3 separate regions of the Mus musculus genome follow, and all the other regions are linked to region 1. Evidence: chromatin contacts called from public HiChIP or PLAC-seq data. All regions are on one chromosome and are shown on one strand. Each heading gives the region's core, a stretch centred on a gene start, on an enhancer-like site or on the middle of the called end of the contact. The rest is flanking DNA. Distances are from core to core; before and after follow the strand shown.

Region 1 (3,444 bases), core at 420-2,919:
AAGAAAGAAAGAAAGAAAGAAAGAAAGAAAGAAAGGAAGGAAGGAAGGAAGGAAGGAAGGAAGGAAGGAAGGAAGGAAGGAAGGAAGGAAGGGGAGAAAGGGAAGAAAGGACAGAGACAGAGAATATCAGTAACCACTAAAAGTTATTAAATTTAATTTGATCATAATCACATCAGGATTTTAAAAACCCACCAAACTTGGATTGAGGGGAGCCTAATTTCATAGGTCTGAGACGAGTAGGTGCAGGAAACTAAGGATTGCAATTTATAGCCGTGTGACTCCCCCGCTGACATCCAATTTAGGCAAGCTATCTCCTCGCCTGTAAAGGGCGTTCAAGATAACTACCTCATAAAGTGGTTTTTAAAAACGTTTCAGTACAATAAAAACACTACAAGATACGTTCTTACTGTTCCCAGTCATTTAACATACACATACTCTGTGGGGGACATACTCTCTAAAGGGGCAGTGAAGAGACTCATGTGGGCTGGATTCACCCTCAAAGGTAGAAGAAATATCAGCACCCTTATTTTCATTGTAGGGGTACGGAGAACCTGGAAATGACTTCCATTGTTAGCCATGCACAGCGGAGGATCTGAGCGTGGGTGCTGGAATTTCCACGTTGTTGACATATGCATAGTTATAGGCAAGGGGGTAACTTAGTAAAGGAAAGATATAGGAGCCTGGGGTGCACCTTATCTCACCTGTGGCCTGACTCCCAGGTACAACAGGGGCTGAGAGAAAGCTTAAGATCTTTCACATACCCCACCCCCACGCTCATTCACTGAAGGCTTTTCGGGTGATGCGTCCCTTGTCAACAATCCCAAGTCTTTTTAGTGTTTCTAAATTAATCTCTGAAACTCCCATCTACATGGCTTCCTATCCTCCTGGCTCAAGTAGGTCACTCCTGATCTATGACACACCGCGTCAGTCACTAGGGTCCGTCCCAGTGCAGCCTCTCACTTTAATGGCCCTCTGGAGCTCCTTGGGCCTCCCTTTTCTTCTCCATCCTTTCTCCTCAGGACCTCGTCTATCCTTCTCTTTGGGGGTTCACAGACACAGCACCTCGAGATCCCAGAAACCCCGCTCTCCTCTGACCTAGAGAAAACGAAAGCCACTCCTGCCTTCGGCCACCAGGAGGAAGTCAGGCATGCGCAGTGGCCCTAGGCAGCAGCCTGGGGAAGCCAGGGTTGTCGAGCGCGGTCCGACTGAGCTGGCGGGCTCGCGGGGTCACGCGGGGCTGGAGGCCGCCTAGTACCTGATAGCGGCCGGTGAGCAGCTGGCTCCGCGAGGGCGTGCACAGCGGCTGCACGTAGTAGTTGTCCAGGACCACGCCGCCGGCCGCCAGCGCATCCAGGTGCGGCGTGCGGATGACCGAGCCGTGAAAACCCAAGTCGTTCCAGCCCAGGTCGTCCGCCAGCACGAAGACCACATGCGGAGGCTGGGTAGCTCCGGAGGCCCGGGCCGGCGACAGCAGCAGCAGCAGCAGCTGCAGCAGCAGCAGCAAGAGTGGCAGCTGCGGCCCGGGACCTCCAGGCCGGCTCCTGCCAGTGCACGGGCTAAGCTTGCCCATCCTTAGCAGCCTGCAGAGCCCGTGCTGCGGGCACCCCCGACAGAATCGGGAACTGAGCGGCCGGGCTCCCCAGCAAGATTTCATCCACCTGGGCGGGCCGCGGGCTGGGGAGGGCCGGCGTCCACGGCCTCCGCCTCCCGCGGGGGCCGGGGGAGGAGCCGCACAGAGCGCGCGGGCGAACTCAGCCGGTCCTTCCAAGGCCCAGAGGCCCGTTCTTTATTTTAGCCATGAACTCGAGAGCCACAAGTTCCAAAGCTGTTTCACAACCTTTATCTGATTAAATCTAGCCGCAAACTTGACAGCTAAGCACTATAGTTAGCGCTCCTTTTATCCCCAGAAGAAACCCTGTAATGGTTTGGACCATTACAGATGAGAGAAGAGAGGTGGTGCAGATGGTGTTTCAGATTCCTTTGTGCAGTGTGTACCCATGAAGCCACTTCCTTCCCATCATCAGTGGGCCAAACACATTCATTCTGTCTGCCCAGAATCTAAAATGAAATGGTGAAGTTTCATTTCAAGACATTCGGGGTATGCCCACCTAAGACTGTCTACTTGCTTACTCAATGTCTAGAGATGAGTGATAACTGTTAGGTGGAGAGAGAAAAAATGTGCGCTGCCTGAAGGACACACCCTCTCTGGCTGAGGCCGAGTCCGTGGGAGTTACTTTACAGCTTTAGAAGCTCTGGATGAATGATACCCTTGAAAAGTAATTATTGCTGATGTACTCAACTGACTTCCATGCGGTTGGCTGATGGGCGTTTGTGGTATTGTTCCTTATAACCAATTTTAATTTCTTATCGGTTTCTCACTAATAAATTAGATGAAATCACATGATGTATTCATTTCTGCATTTGTGATTTGTGTGAGAGTAAAAAAATTCTTTTGTGTGTGTGTGTGGTTTTTTTTTTTTTTTTTTTTTGAGACAGGGTTTCTCTGTGTAGCCCTGGCTGTCCTGGAACTCACTTTGTAAACCAGGCTAGCCTTGAACCCAGAAATCCGCCTGCCTCTGCCTCCCGAGTGCTGGGACTAAAGGTGTGTGCCACCACGCCCGGCCAAAATTTTCCTTTTTAAAAAAAGATTATCCTTGAATATATGTTTCCCTCTTAACATACATAAGAGTTTTCTTTGAAGTAGATAACTACTACTTATCCTTAGTAAAATATAGCCAGAAAGTTTTAAATTTTGGCATTTTTAAACCCAAAAACAATATCTTAGAAGAGTTGTTTGTTCGCTTTTGTGTTGGGGATAGTGTGGTCTCTGCATATTCTTCTACTCCATAATTGTTTTCTATAGTCCTCTCCTTTTTGTTTTTAAGCAGGTGCTTACTATGTACCCCAGGATAGCTCCTCCAGCTCTCTGTCCTCCTGCCTCTTCATCTCCCACTGACAGAACTGGGATTACAGTCCCAGGCCAAGGTCCAGGTTTTCCCTGCCCTTGATAAGCATCAAACAGCCTCCAGTAATACTGCTCCTGGAACTAAGCACCCACCAAAATCCCCGTGCCCTGCATTTCAACTGAGCATGTCAGCTGGGGGTGCCCTGGCAATGTGCAGGTGGGAAAAGTCTGATTTTCATCTGTATACTGAAGACCTATGGCATGCATACTGTGCGTGGTTCTTTTAAAAATCTCTCTACTGGTGTTCCTTTGGTGTTTCCTTTGGATTTCACTCAGGCAACAGCTTCGTACAAGAGTACAGGAAGGTGATGTGGGGTGATGCCTGGTACCTCAGACAGAGAGGAACAGTGTTGGTTTGCTCTTTTGTGGGACCCCTGTGTTACTGGCATCAGGTCTCCACTGCAGAGTTACCATCTCCCCCTTGTAATTACTAAGTAGTACTCAAACTTTTGCTTATTGGCTTTCATTTCTTGTGTGAA
Region 2 (3,551 bases), core at 651-3,150, 200 kb before region 1:
GAGCCTGCACTTATAATTCCCAAGCTTTGGCGTCCAAGATGAGAAAAGGACTTACTGGGTTTCTGTTTTTGAAAATGTTACCGGGCTTGTAACGTTATATAATTGCCCATTCCCCAACAAGCCAGGTGCAGCCACCTGTCCTCAATAAACCAACTAAAAGAACCAACAGAATAGTGGAGAGCAGAAAAGAGTGATTTATTCAATGTGGCACACTGAGAGGCAAAGAGACCCAGTGTCACCCCCACATCACCTCCGAGTCTATCTTCAGGGTCCTAACATGAGGGTGAGGTTTAAATAGAAGATAAAATAGACAGATAGTTAAGCAGTCTGACTGGCCACTGAGCGGCCCTGACCATCACTGTCTAACTTCCAAGTTGAGATGTAAATTTTCTCCTCTGACACACAAGTTCACCCTCTAGCAGACAAGTTCCTCTTTCAGACACCCCAGTGCACTTTAGACGTCTCTTCTCCCAGTAGAGCCTTGAGGGGATTTGTGAAGTCTACTGGCTCAGAGAGCCAAAGAGAGAGCTACAGATGTCATTTTCGACTGCCTTAATTCTTCCCAGACAAGCTGATTACAGTAATAGACCCCTGGGTATGTTTTGTTTTTTTAAAATGTGTAATAGGACTTCTTAGGAAATTCAATTTCTGCTTGCTTAATACATATTGTTGAGTATTGCCAAGATTAAAAATAAGAGGGATGGACAGGATGTGGTCAGTCGTAGAAAGTGACTAACCGTACGTTCTTTTTTTTTTTTTTGGTTTTTCGAGACAGGGTTTCTCTGTATAGCCCTGGCTGTCCTGGAACTCACTTTGTAGACCAGGCTGGCCTCGAACTCAAGAGATCCACCTGCCTCTGCCTCCCGAGTGCTGGGATTAAAGGCGTGCGCCACCACGCCCGGCTAACCGTACGTTCTTAATGGCTGAAGCAGACACATCTTTCCAAGAGGCGTATCCCTGAGAAATTTTCACCATTATGTTTAATATATAACAAAAAAATCTGTTTATTTTCATTAGTATGCATATGACCGTTTGTCTGCATGTGTGTACGTGTATACATCTGCATGCTCATGACCCTGAAGGCCAGAAAAGGGTGTCAAATCCCTGGCTGGAGTTATGGATGTGAGCTGCCATGTGGGTGCTGAGAACTGAACCTGGGTTCTGCAAGGGTAGCCGCAGTGCTCTTCACTGCAGATCGGTCTCACCCACCTTGACTCCCTTCTGTGTGATGATAAGAGTTGGTGAGACCACTTGTGCTGGCAACTCTGTCTGAACGATTTCTATCATTGAGCTTAACAGTCACAAGAAATTACAATCTGTTTACATACTTTTGTGACAAAGAATGACAAAGTGATTTAGAAATAAAAAAGGTGTTCCGGCGCTTGGATTTATTACACCAGACGTAATAAATATTCCTGTGGGGAAAGGGGATGGGTTCTACATTCAACATGTGTAAAGTTGCCTAGTACTGGAGAGTAGCTTGTTGGTGCAGTATAAAGTGGGTAATAGCAGATATAGAATGGCTACTTGAGTACATTTTTAATGATGTAAGAAGATCAGTAAAAGGATGTGAGGAGCTTTAAACATGTCTACTTATAACATGCTGGAAAATATACATTTTGTTGAAGTAACTTTTTATAGCTACAAAGAGAAAGGGCTGATTTTCAGTTCTTTGGAAGACAGGACAACTAGGTAATTTGAACTATTGCCCTCAGGAACAGCTGACCAGAAATCTTAGCAGGTGAAAACCTCATCCATCAAGAGATGAGCAATTTATCAATGACAGGGAGAAACAGAAAGCAGTAAGCCCTGGTCTGCCTTCTCGGTCTAGGTAGGGAGGTCCAATCTAGGCAGGCTGCCTGGAGGGAGTGAGTCACAATAGACCTTGGCAGAAGCAGTGCACCAATAAAGAACGCAGCCTAGCCTCTCAGGAATGCAAGACAAACCCCATGCCATGAAATACTCCCTGCCACATCCTCTGGGGTTGCACAGCCTTCTGACATCTCCCTCTGCCTTCCCACCTCGAATCCCTGCAAATCTCCCGCTTTCAAACGCCCCTCTGACTGTCTCTTGACAACTTGCCTAGTCCCTGCTGTCTGAGATGTCAGTGAGTACTGCTCAGGTTTGGTGCAGGAGCATGCCACTGTATAAAGGTTCCTTTGCCCTGACAGCTTGGAACCTTTTCTTTTTTTCGTGTGCTATACCTGCTTCCTAGCTTGGTGGAGACACATTCAGCCCCAGGTGGGCTTACCCTAAAACCTGTGTTCTCAATTAGCACATGTTAAAGCCAAAGGGTTGTCATTAGTAGTTACACCTGGCCAACCAGGGAAACCAGGACTTCCCTGGTCATCCAAGCTACGGGCTTCCTATTAAGAAGGAAGGAAGAAGAAAACAGCTCAAAATATTAGATTTATGGGAAGGGCCATGCCAGAGCAGCAATTAAACCCGTGAGATCTGGGCCCAGTTGGTAGAATGCTTGCCTTGCATGCATGAAGCCCTGAGTGTCATTAATCCCCGGTACTGCATAAACAAAGGACAGTGATTCACATCTATAATCCCTGTACTTGAAGATAGTGTGACAAGATAGCCAGAAGTTCCATGTTCTCCTCAGCTTCATAGTGAGTTCCAGGCTGTCCTGGGATACATGAGACCATGTTTCCAAACACCACCAGCCCTGGGAGACCTGGACTAGAAATGGCCCTTGTCACCATTGACCTGTATGAGAGGGATGCACACTGAGAATGGATGGCTGTTGTGTTGATACTATGGCAGCACCAGACACCACTGGGGGTAGAAGAACAGCTAGCGACCTACTGTGATTAGGGAGTACAGAAAACTCCAGGTGGATAGATGGGCTTGGTGGGGACATAATACATTGCCTCTTTTCTAAGTAACCTGAGAACACAGGTCACAGGACAGGTCCGTTTGAAGTTGGGACCAGGGATGGTATAGGAAAATGTCTAAGTAGACAGTATTGAACGAGGTTTGCTGAGATGAGGGATCCTTTGTGGGCCACCACTGCTAGGCCGGGTACTCAGTACTCAGTGTGGGACAGTCCCACGTGCATCTCCCTTTCAGCTTTCGCCAAGAACATATGGCATGATTTCCTGTGCTTCACCCAGTATGGAATGTCCTGTTGGCCGATTGTTTGTCTGGATTGTCTTTTTACTTTTGAGGTTACAATTACACTGTTTCCTCCACCCCTTTACTCTCTATAAGCCCTCCCATAAACCCTCTGTGCCTTGCTCTCTTTCAAATTTGTGGCCTCCTTTCTCATTGGTTGAAATCTCTTTTAAAGGATATCACAGGGTTAGGGATGCAACCTAGTGATAGATCATGTGCTTAGCACCAAAGAGGCCCCGGGTTCAATTCCCAGTGCAGGAAAAAAAGAAGGGGAGGGAGGGTGGATCATTACAGGACATAGGCAAAACCAGAGATAAAAAGGATAACTCTGCTCTTAACGCAGTTCTTGTGTAGACCAGGGTCTTCACACACATCATTTTACCCATGTCTGCACAGAGTCTGGCAAATGGACTGGTGGGCATGGTCCA
Region 3 (3,372 bases), core at 640-3,139, 230 kb before region 1:
AGGCCCCCTACACATTGGTAGCAAATGTGCAGCTTGGTCTTCATGTGGGTCCTCTCATAATTGGAGATTAATAATTGGCTGTCTCTCATTGGATGCTCTTCCCCTAGCTGGACTGCCTGGTTGGACCTCAGTGGGAGAGGTGGTGCCCAACAGGGGATTCCCCTTCTCCTCAGGTAATTCAAGAGGGATTTGTAAAGGTAGGACTGGGAGGAGAGGAGGGAGGTGGGGCTGCTACTGGGATGTAAAGTGACCCACCCACCCACACACCAAGAAATGATATTGATTCTGGATAGAATTCATTTATTGGAAAGAAAAAAAGAAGAGGGTCCAAGAGGAAGTATGGGAGGAAAGGGGAGAGAGGGTAAGAGGCAACAAGACAGGAGGAGAGGAAAAGGGGAGGGCAGGGGAGGAGAGGGGAGAGGAGAGGGAAGAAAGGAGAGGAGCAGTGTAAATTCAACATGTCCAAATATAATAATATTAGACAAAGAAGAGACACATCAAGTCCCAGTGCAAAGTTCCTTCCTTCCCTCCCCGTCCCCTCCCCTCCTCTCTCTTCCTCTCCTCTCCTCTCCTTTTCTCTCTTCTCTCCCCTCTCTCTCCTCCTCTCCCTTCTCTCCCCTCCCCTCCCACACCTCCTTTCCTGCCCAGCTTTTCCCACACAGTATGTTAAATTGCTGCCCAGGGTTGGGTTTGGTGACAACAGGTACCCTGTCAGGCTTGGACAGAGATTTAGATGCAAGATGCAGAGGAAAGTTCCAGCAGGTCACAACCCGGGGAGAAGCAGGCTTCGAGCCTATGTGGAGGAACAGACTGTGATAGAAAGATTAGATGCCAGACTCCTGGTAAGGCACAAAGAATGAGCCAAAAAATTCCAAGAACACGGCAGACTGGGAGGGAATTCCCAAGAAAAGGTGCAAGGCCTCGGGTGGAGATTCTCAGAAGAAACAAGCCCCTCATGTCGTGGGGGTGGGAGGGTTGTACAGAGGGTGATGCAGAACAGCCAGACCATGTGGCTATGACCTTATATAACAAACATGGCAGGTGGGACTGCGGTGAGGGTGTCAAGTTGAGAAAACCAGCTCTGATTACGCATTTGGGCCCCAAGTGAAACTACAAGTGCCTTAGTAAAGTGAAGTGGAGGGGTATGTGACATGGAAGGAAGATAAGGAGACCACAGAGGGCGAAGGCCAAGGGGACCACAGAGGGGAGAGGACAGGGGGACCACAAAGGGAGCAGGCCAAGGGGACCACAGAGGACGGAGGCCAAGAAAAGGCAAGAAATTCTTGAGGCCTCTAGAGAAAACACACCACCATGAAGTTTACCTGGTAAAACTAGTTTTTGCCTGCTCGCCTCTCAAACTGAGAGAGAATAGTTACCTTTTGTTTTAAACCACCAGGTTTGTGATCATCTGTTGTAGGAGTCATGCGGGAAACTGAGATAGACACAGCGTTAAATACATACTGCTAAAATATCTATCTATCTATCTATCTATCTATCTATCTATCTATCTATGTAGTTCATTTATTGGATTTAATCTTTCCCAAATAATTAAATATGTATATCGATTCTAGGATTGATCTTTTGATCTTTTTCACTTAACGTTATGTCTAAGGTGTTCTGTTTTACTTCATGTAACTGTAGTTCATTTTTGTTTCTAAAAACTACTCAGATTTTCATAGCTGCCCTTCATTAAATTAGAGAAGACTGTTTTTTTCCTAACCCAAGGTTGTCCCCAGGATGCCACATTTTTGTGCTCTTTCACTTGAATTAGATGAGATAAAAATCCCACAAATGGGATTCCAAAAACTCTGCCAAGAGTGACCATGAATCACTCTCTAGCAGGGAGACAGAGGGGATGGTGTCAGGCAGTGTGATACAGTCAGCCCGGTGTATTCAATCTCAGCACAGGGATTGCTCTTCAGCCCCCATCTCCCAGTTCAGAGGAGCAGGAGGAGTCAGGACCCACAGCACCAGAAGAGTCTAGAGGGCTATCCTAGGACACAGTGACCCACCAGTGTGAGCATAGCACAGGAGATAAAAATTAAATGTAAGGTGACTTTAAAATGTTGATTGGTTACTTAAACAAAGCTAACTAGCCTCTCCATATAGTCTGGAAGATCCAAGCCCTGGATATCTTGAAATTCACCCTGGATGATTCAGCCTGGCATAGAATGGGTGTCCATGAGACATTGTCTCCTCCCGCCCCCCCCCCCCCCCCGGGAGGGCTTGTCTCGGGCAGTCTTGCCCAGTTGCAGGTGAGTCAGCTCACAGACCTGTGACTCATCATTCTGGCCCTTGCTGGTTAGCCACCCGTTTTATTACAGCCATCCATTTTGCCAAATACACCCTCACTGCATGCACGGATGCTTTCTGGGGGATGGGGAAAGGCATGGAAGGGGTGTCATCGTGCTCCCCAAGAAAATGAAACCACATTGTCACATGAATTCTCTATCTGGTAACTGTTGAGTCAAAGGGCAGTGTCTTCCTTGATCACTCTCTACCTTATTTTTCGAGACAAGGTCTCTCACTAAACCTATATCTCACTGACGAAGGAGTTTGTCTATCTACCTCTGCCTCCTGACTCCTACCTCCGGGTTACAAATGTATGCTGTCCCGCCTGGAGATTTGAACCTAGCTCCTCGTGCTTGCATGGCAGCGACTTTACCGAGTGAGCTACCTCCCAGCCCAGTTATACTTCTCAGTTTAGTATTTTGCCTTTCCTGGGAACCCCACGTGCTGTTGCCCATAGGTTTGTGAGTGCTTGTCATGGAGGAACAGCCCCGCCCTACTCCTCCGCTAGCAGAGCTACTAGAGGCTGTGGTCGTAGGAAGGGAGGCACCTGGCTGAACCCTCAAACATGGAAGGCTCCAGGTGAGTCTTCAGCTAGCACCTGAGACACCCAGACAAAGGCTTCCCTGTGGTCCTCTTCATGACACAATCCCTGGGACTGAATCTGCTTAGCTTGCCTCCCCCCATCATCCCTTTTGTATATTCTTAGGCAACCTTCAACTGTTGAGTGTCTACTCACCCAGGTGGCAGATAGCCTACATGTTTTCCAACATTCTTTTCCACAGTTTGTCCTTTGGCTACTTAATTTCTTTAGGTCTAATCTGGGGTTTGGGGGGAACAGGGAATAATTGAGAAAGGCAAAGAGTGAGATATCTTCACTGTCCACATTAGCCCCTGTCATTCAGGAACCATCTAGAATGGGCTGGATTCTATCATTTCCTCTTCGTGGCTTACTCATGTGTCTTTCCAGAGACTCAGGAGGAACTCTGCCCATCTATATTGAAGTGCATTTGGGCCTCCTGACTCTCTCACAAGCTTCTCTTCCCACGACACCATATCCTAGTATTTGGTGACCATGAAGCC

What was found. HiChIP or PLAC-seq counts read pairs in DNA pulled down with a chosen protein or histone mark.
Region 2: an HNF4G HiChIP or PLAC-seq map of pancreatic cancer cells shows a contact between it and region 1. The contact joins the enhancer-like site here to the promoter of Arsb in region 1. A contact is called at or near these places in 2 of 39 promoter capture datasets (liver and stem cell-derived epiblast-like cells), 1 of 484 Hi-C or Micro-C datasets (nephron progenitors), 2 of 115 datasets of contacts at active chromatin or transcription factors (memory CD8 T cells and pancreatic cancer cells) and 2 of 9 other capture datasets (adipose tissue and liver).
Region 3: a contact with region 1 is called in a FOXA1 HiChIP or PLAC-seq map of pancreatic cancer cells. The contact joins the enhancer-like site here to the promoter of Arsb in region 1. A contact is called at or near these places in 1 of 484 Hi-C or Micro-C datasets (CD4 T cells), 5 of 115 datasets of contacts at active chromatin or transcription factors (bone marrow-derived macrophages, effector CD8 T cells, memory CD8 T cells and 2 more) and 2 of 9 other capture datasets (adipose tissue and liver).

The regions. Positions count from the first base shown.
Region 1 is chr13:93,769,904-93,773,347 of GRCm38.p6, reverse strand. Arsb (arylsulfatase B) reads right to left here and starts at 1,669. Exons shown (of 8, transcript NM_009712.3): 1 at 1,256-1,669. The coding sequence starts at 1,570.
Region 2 is chr13:93,974,225-93,977,775 of GRCm38.p6, reverse strand. No RefSeq gene overlaps it. Among named protein-coding and RNA genes, the nearest start is that of Lhfpl2, 82 kb to the left of the region's middle. Within about 2 kb of position 1,900, at least 29 of the 459 cell types and tissues checked have an H3K27ac peak or open chromatin away from gene starts, as enhancers often do. A contact at or near this core is called in adipose tissue and pancreatic cancer cells, where this site is marked.
Region 3 is chr13:93,997,073-94,000,444 of GRCm38.p6, reverse strand. No RefSeq gene overlaps it. Among named protein-coding and RNA genes, the nearest start is that of Lhfpl2, 59 kb to the left of the region's middle. Within about 2 kb of position 1,889, at least 73 of the 459 cell types and tissues checked have an H3K27ac peak or open chromatin away from gene starts, as enhancers often do. A contact at or near this core is called in bone marrow-derived macrophages, microglia and pancreatic cancer cells, where this site is marked.